Linked DNA regions of Zea mays: region 1 is linked to region 2. Evidence: chromatin contacts called from public Hi-C data. All regions are on one chromosome and are shown on one strand. Each heading gives the region's core, a stretch centred on a gene start, on an enhancer-like site or on the middle of the called end of the contact. The rest is flanking DNA. Distances are from core to core; before and after follow the strand shown. Region 1 holds the start of LOC541845 (glutathione transferase23). Region 2 holds the start of LOC100273524.

What was found. A called contact is a pair of places that touch in the nucleus more often than the background predicts.
Region 1: a contact with region 2 is called in a Hi-C map of ear, with 3 times the contacts expected there. The contact joins the promoter of LOC541845 here to the promoter of LOC100273524 in region 2. A contact is called at or near these places in 2 of 25 Hi-C or Micro-C datasets (ear and tassel).

Annotation. Positions count from the first base shown.
Region 1 is chr7:133,810,119-133,812,818 of Zm-B73-REFERENCE-NAM-5.0, reverse strand. LOC541845 (glutathione transferase23) reads right to left here and starts at 1,411. Exons shown (of 2, transcript NM_001111524.2): 1 at 992-1,411; 2 at 366-891. The coding sequence starts at 1,309. The coding sequence ends at 541. It overlaps LOC103632874 (purine permease 3), which reads left to right. Exons shown (of 2, transcript XM_008654590.4): 2 at 1-272.
Region 2 is chr7:133,466,346-133,469,045 of Zm-B73-REFERENCE-NAM-5.0, reverse strand. It overlaps LOC100273524, which reads left to right and starts at 1,314. Exons shown (of 4, transcript NM_001147942.2): 1 at 1,314-1,448.

The DNA.
Region 1 (2,700 bases), core at 162-2,661, 340 kb before region 2:
TGTTGTGATTGTGATCGCTGCTGTGTGCTACGTGGATAGCGTCCTGAATCGTCGTCACCTGCAGCTGTCGCTTCTGGTGTGGGTGCTCTTCTGTTCGGCGGTGGACGTTGGCCAATACTGTGCTGCATGGTGTGTAGATGTACCTTGGCAGTACCACGTTCGGTTCGGACAGTAAGTCTGGACCGGCGCACTTTGTGGGCCGATCCCAGTACAGGACTGATCTAATCTGAACGAATATAAAAAAAAGAAGAAATGTCTGTTTCTATGTGTTACTTTCTGTTGCTACCTTGCACGCCTGAAGAAAATCAGCTACTGGGATTGGGCAACAGGCCAACAGTTTGACGCACCGTGCGGTGCCACGAAGGTTATGCATGATGTATATGCATTATTATGGGACTACCATTCTGAAATGGAACAGAGGGGCAGAGGTCATCCAAACCTCGGCTGCACTGCACAACGTGCAAAAGTGCAACCAGTCCTTATTCAGCAATATATGAGCGTCGGCGGTGAAACTAGCTGCTCCAGAATTACTAGCCATATCTACGCGGAGAGGAGCTGCTCACGGCGGGCCTTGTTGGCGGCGAGGAGCCTGTCCCTGTCGGGCAGGGCCGCCTTCACCACGTCAAGGGCGAGGAACCGACCGAACCAGGCCTTCATCAGCGGCAGCTCCTCGTGGGTGACGACGCTGGCGCCGGTCACCTCCTCGATGACGGGGAGCCAGTGCGCGAACCACCCGACGACGATGTCGAGGTAGCCCACGGCGTCGCCGCCGAAGAACTTCTTCCCCTCCAAGGCCGTCTCCAGGGTCTTGAGGCACTGCTGGGCCTCGTGCACCGCCTTGCGCTGCGCCTCGCCGGTCGCGGTGAAGATCGGGTACAGAGCAGCGTTGCACTAGAGTAGAGTACAGAGAAGTCAGTCGTCGCGGGGCTCGTCCGGCTGCCCTGCGTCAGTAAGTAGATCATGTGGCTGCACCGCAGTTCGCGCGTCGTACCTTGTCTTCCGCGAACCTGGCCCAGAACCTCGCCTGGGCGCGCTCGTAGGGGTCGCCCGGCATGATGGGGTAGCCGCCCTTCCAGACCTCGTCGATGTACTCCACGATGATGGTGGACTCCGCGACCGGCTTGCCGTCGTGGACGAGCACGGGCACCTTCTTGGTCACCGGGTTGTGGCGGAGCAGGTCGGCGCTCTTGTTGGCGAGGTCCTCGTCGACGTACTCGTACTCGACGCCCTTCAGCCGCAGCGCCCACTCCACCCTGATCACCATGGGGCTCGCCCACATCCCCAACACCTTCACGCCCTTCTCGGCCATTATTGCTGGAGCTCAGGCGCTGCTCTTCTGCTGCTGCTGCTGGTGCTGCAACTACAGTAGACAAAGAGATCTTGTTCACCTTATAGTATAGATCACAGTCACAGATCGCGAAGCCATGACAAGTCAACTGTAGGGGTTCCGGGTCATAGTTGCCTTCTGAGGAGACCACGGGAACCCGTGTTGTTTACTAGTATAATCGGGAGACAAGGACATCAGAGTGAGCCTACTGGGAGTGTTGCGTACTGATGAAGCCTCTTGAAGAAAAAAATACTACAGAGGAAAAGCCCAATTACGCTAAAACATAATGAACTTGGTTATTTGCAATTTTACACGTTCCATTTCAGAAAGGTACGTGACAGAGTGATGGCTGCACGACTCAAACCACTTGAAAGGTTTTTTTAAGAGGGTGCCCTCAATTTCGCTGATGTGCTTATTTTTATCCTTAGTTGTGTTTTTTTACTCAATTTTACCCTTTTAGTGCTATAGAACAGAAGGACAAAACAAAACTGAACAAAAAACACGACTAATGATAAAAATGAGCACACCAGCAAAACCGAAGACACCAGCTTAAAAAACTCAATTTTCAATTTATCTCCCCTCGTGCTCCAAACACGGCAAATCTCACCAGCGGCGCATGGCGGTTGCTCACAATCACATAAACACAACCACCTCCAGTTGGAGTTTATTACCACATTACATCACAGATCGTAAAGAAATGCGGATACCTCTGCTTCAGCAAGACGCAATGGCAACCCTCACAGGACGCGCATATGGCATGCGCGCATACTACTTACTACTCTCACGGGAATATTGGTACCAGAGATGCACCCCACAGCAAACTCTGCCCCAGGATCCTCTATCAGCAATCATAGGTCCCGTAAGCCTTGAGCGACATTCCTTGATATCCTTTCATGAATTGGTTCCTGGATTTTACAAAAAAAAAACATTGATTGTAAGTATTTGTTTGTCTGCTAAACTAGAAGCATAAACAAAGCCTTCTGCATACCTGTGCTTCCGGGATCTCGAATTTCGTCTTCGTGATGTTTCAAACAGGAAAATGTAGCGGCAGCGGGTATTCAACCAAACCATTATTCAATTAGAATAAAAAAAACATTCTTGCAACAGTTCCGTGTACAGAACGCGCATAAATTATGTTGGACACGCGATAAGATAAGGGGGAGCTTTGAAGTGAGAAACAACAACAGAAACTTATAGAGATACATACCGCCAGGTAGACATGTCCAAATGGACCGGCCCGGCAGTGGGCCCGTGACCCGGCACGGTCGTGGCCCGGCACGAGTATGGCCCGGCCCGACCGGAACCGTGCCCGGGCCGGCCCGGTCCGATAGCCGTGCCGGGCTTGGGCTGGCCGTCTGGCCCGCGGTGCAGAC
Region 2 (2,700 bases), core at 65-2,564:
ACACCGGACAGTCCGGTGAATTTTAGCGGAGCGGCTGCCGCGCGAACCCGAGGCTGGCGAGTTCCGGGGGCCGAGCTTCCTTGGAGCACCGGACATGTCCGGTGCACACCGGACAGTCCGGTGAATTATAGCGCGCCGGCTTCCGAGAAATCCCGAGGGTGAAGAGTTTGAGTCTGGGTCCCCTGGTGCACCGGACAGGTACTGTTCACTGTCCGGTGGCACACCGGACAGTCCGGTGCGCCAGACCAGGGGTGCCCTCGGTTGCCCCTTTGCTCCTTTATTGAATCCAAAACTTGGTCTTTTTATTGGCTGAGTGTGAACCTTTTTCACCTGTATAATCTATACACTTGGGCAAACTAGTTAGTCCAAAGATTTGTGTTGGGCAATTCAACCACCAAAATTATATAGGAACTAGGTGTAAGCCTAATTCCCTTTCACAATCCAGCTTTCACAAATTCGTAGCTTACAATCCACCTTTAAAATTTAGGGTGAATCCAAACACCACCTAAATCAGTTTCCTTCCTTGCTACTGTCTCCAGTAAATTACAAATAGCGGAGGGGATTGAATGTACTAAAATCACCTTACTATTTGTTGCTAAATAGGCCCTTAGTGTGCCTCCTGAAATATGAATCTTTCCTTATCGTTATTCCCTTGATCTAACCAGAAAGCCTTGCTTAGTTTTGTAGCTAGGCAATAGGCATCTCAATTGTCCTATTCTTGAAGAAAACTACTATCTCTTCCCTTCTCTCCTGTTTTTATTCGTTAAATCATAATTTTGGGCCTGCCTTGTTTTCTCTTTTATCAGATTTAAATGAGATTTACTTTAATTTTAGCCGTTTAATAGTGTCTTAGGACATCTGGCTGACTCAAATGGCCTATGGCTACAAGGTCGTTTCCGTCTAATTTAAAACAGTCAGTTTATATAATTTAAAACAGAGAGAATATTTAGCAAATGAAATCAATGGATATTTGCTTGCCTAGTTGATTTTTGAGGAGAGAGAAGAATAGCTTAACGTAACAATTACATCGTGGCCGTATAGAAGAAGCTAGTTGATTTTGAAGACAGAGAAAAATAGCTCAATTCAACAGTCAGTTGCCATATAAAAAGAAGCTGAAAGCTGAAGCCGGTGAGGGCTATACAAAGAAGCCCATACATTCATAACTTGGAAAGAAAATAACACTTTTCTTTTTGCAAAATACAAAAAAAAAATCCCTTGACCGGACAGGTCCTGTGGCGGTCTGGTCCCTGCCAGTCAGTGCTCATCCTTTGCCTTATCTTTTCGCATAGTCGCATTCACCCAGCGTGCGCTCTCTTTTGCTCTCTCTATCTCTCTCGTGGCAACGACTGCGCGAGCGCCGGCGCCTACGCCAGGTGCCCAGGCCTCCGTCGGTCATTTCGCCAGGCATTCGTCGCGGGCTCTTCGCCGGCGACGAGCACACCCACCAAGTAGGCACACCATTCTCTTCCCTTCCTTCTGCGAGAAACTCCGAACCGTGTCTTAAGCTACTTGTATTATGCCTACTAGATTCGATTTTTTTTTACAAAGAAAAGGCTTTACATGTGTAGCCCCATGTATTTTGCTGGGTCCGCCCCTGTCTATATATCATGTACATCGTATATCTCTGAACTTTGGACATTTGAGATGGACAGTGCGTCATCATATCCTTGTTCTAATCAATGGCTTATATAGACTAAGATAACCGTCAATCGATGACTAAAGGCATTTGGTTATATCTGATGCTTTTCAGTTCTGAATCCGAGCAGTGCTTCTCTACATACAGTCGCATCTCGCAGTGGCGGATGCAGAACAAAATTCTAGGTGGGGCCGATAGTGTATGAGACAAATCATCAGACTAGATCATAACTGTAGATTAATGATAATAACACGAATGTTAAATAATAATATCTAGTGTTTCCAAAAACGATATGAATACCAAAAAACCTTTTTGGCTATCTAAAGTAGAGCTAGAGAGAGAAAATAGGTGGACTGACTAAGGACGAGGCACTAGGGCAGAGCAGTTGCACCGGCGTGTCGTTCTGGAGAGTCATCAAATTTGTCGTGAGATGGCGTTGGTGAGAACGATATGCAGGAGGAGCGAGTGCAGGAGGCGAGGTAGCGATAGATGACGGTGACAGCAAGCGATAGCCATTGTCGTGTTGCGACGGCGCGGAGAGACCCTAATGAGTTAGCGAGGGACAGATGACGCCACGATCCCACCAACAGCTTGCCCATCTGCTAATGCGGACTAGGAGGCAAAATATCAATGTTGTGTGCAGGATCCCGACGAGTCGACGAGCTGATGGGTGATGAGAAGGCAAGGTGCGCTGCAGCGGGCGGGTTAGGTCATCGACTTACTGGTCAGTCGATGACTGAAGAAACGAGTGAGCCACGAGTGGGCTTGCGCTAGGGAAGAGAATCAAATGGCTTAGATAAAGAGTGGACTGAGTAGTGAAACGTCGATAGAAAAATAGATCAAAATCTAATTTTTATTAGATTTGTCCACGCTAACTATACAAAAGTTTATTTATTTTGCTGTGTACCTAAACCTAGGCATAAAGGATTAAAAAATTTGAGGTGGGGCCATGGCCCACCTTGCCCACCCCTTGCATCCGCCCCTGGCATCTCGCATGCCTTTTGAATTGCAAAATTGTACCTAGTCAAGGTTTCGATTTTCGAGAATAGGCTTCTATCTAAGAT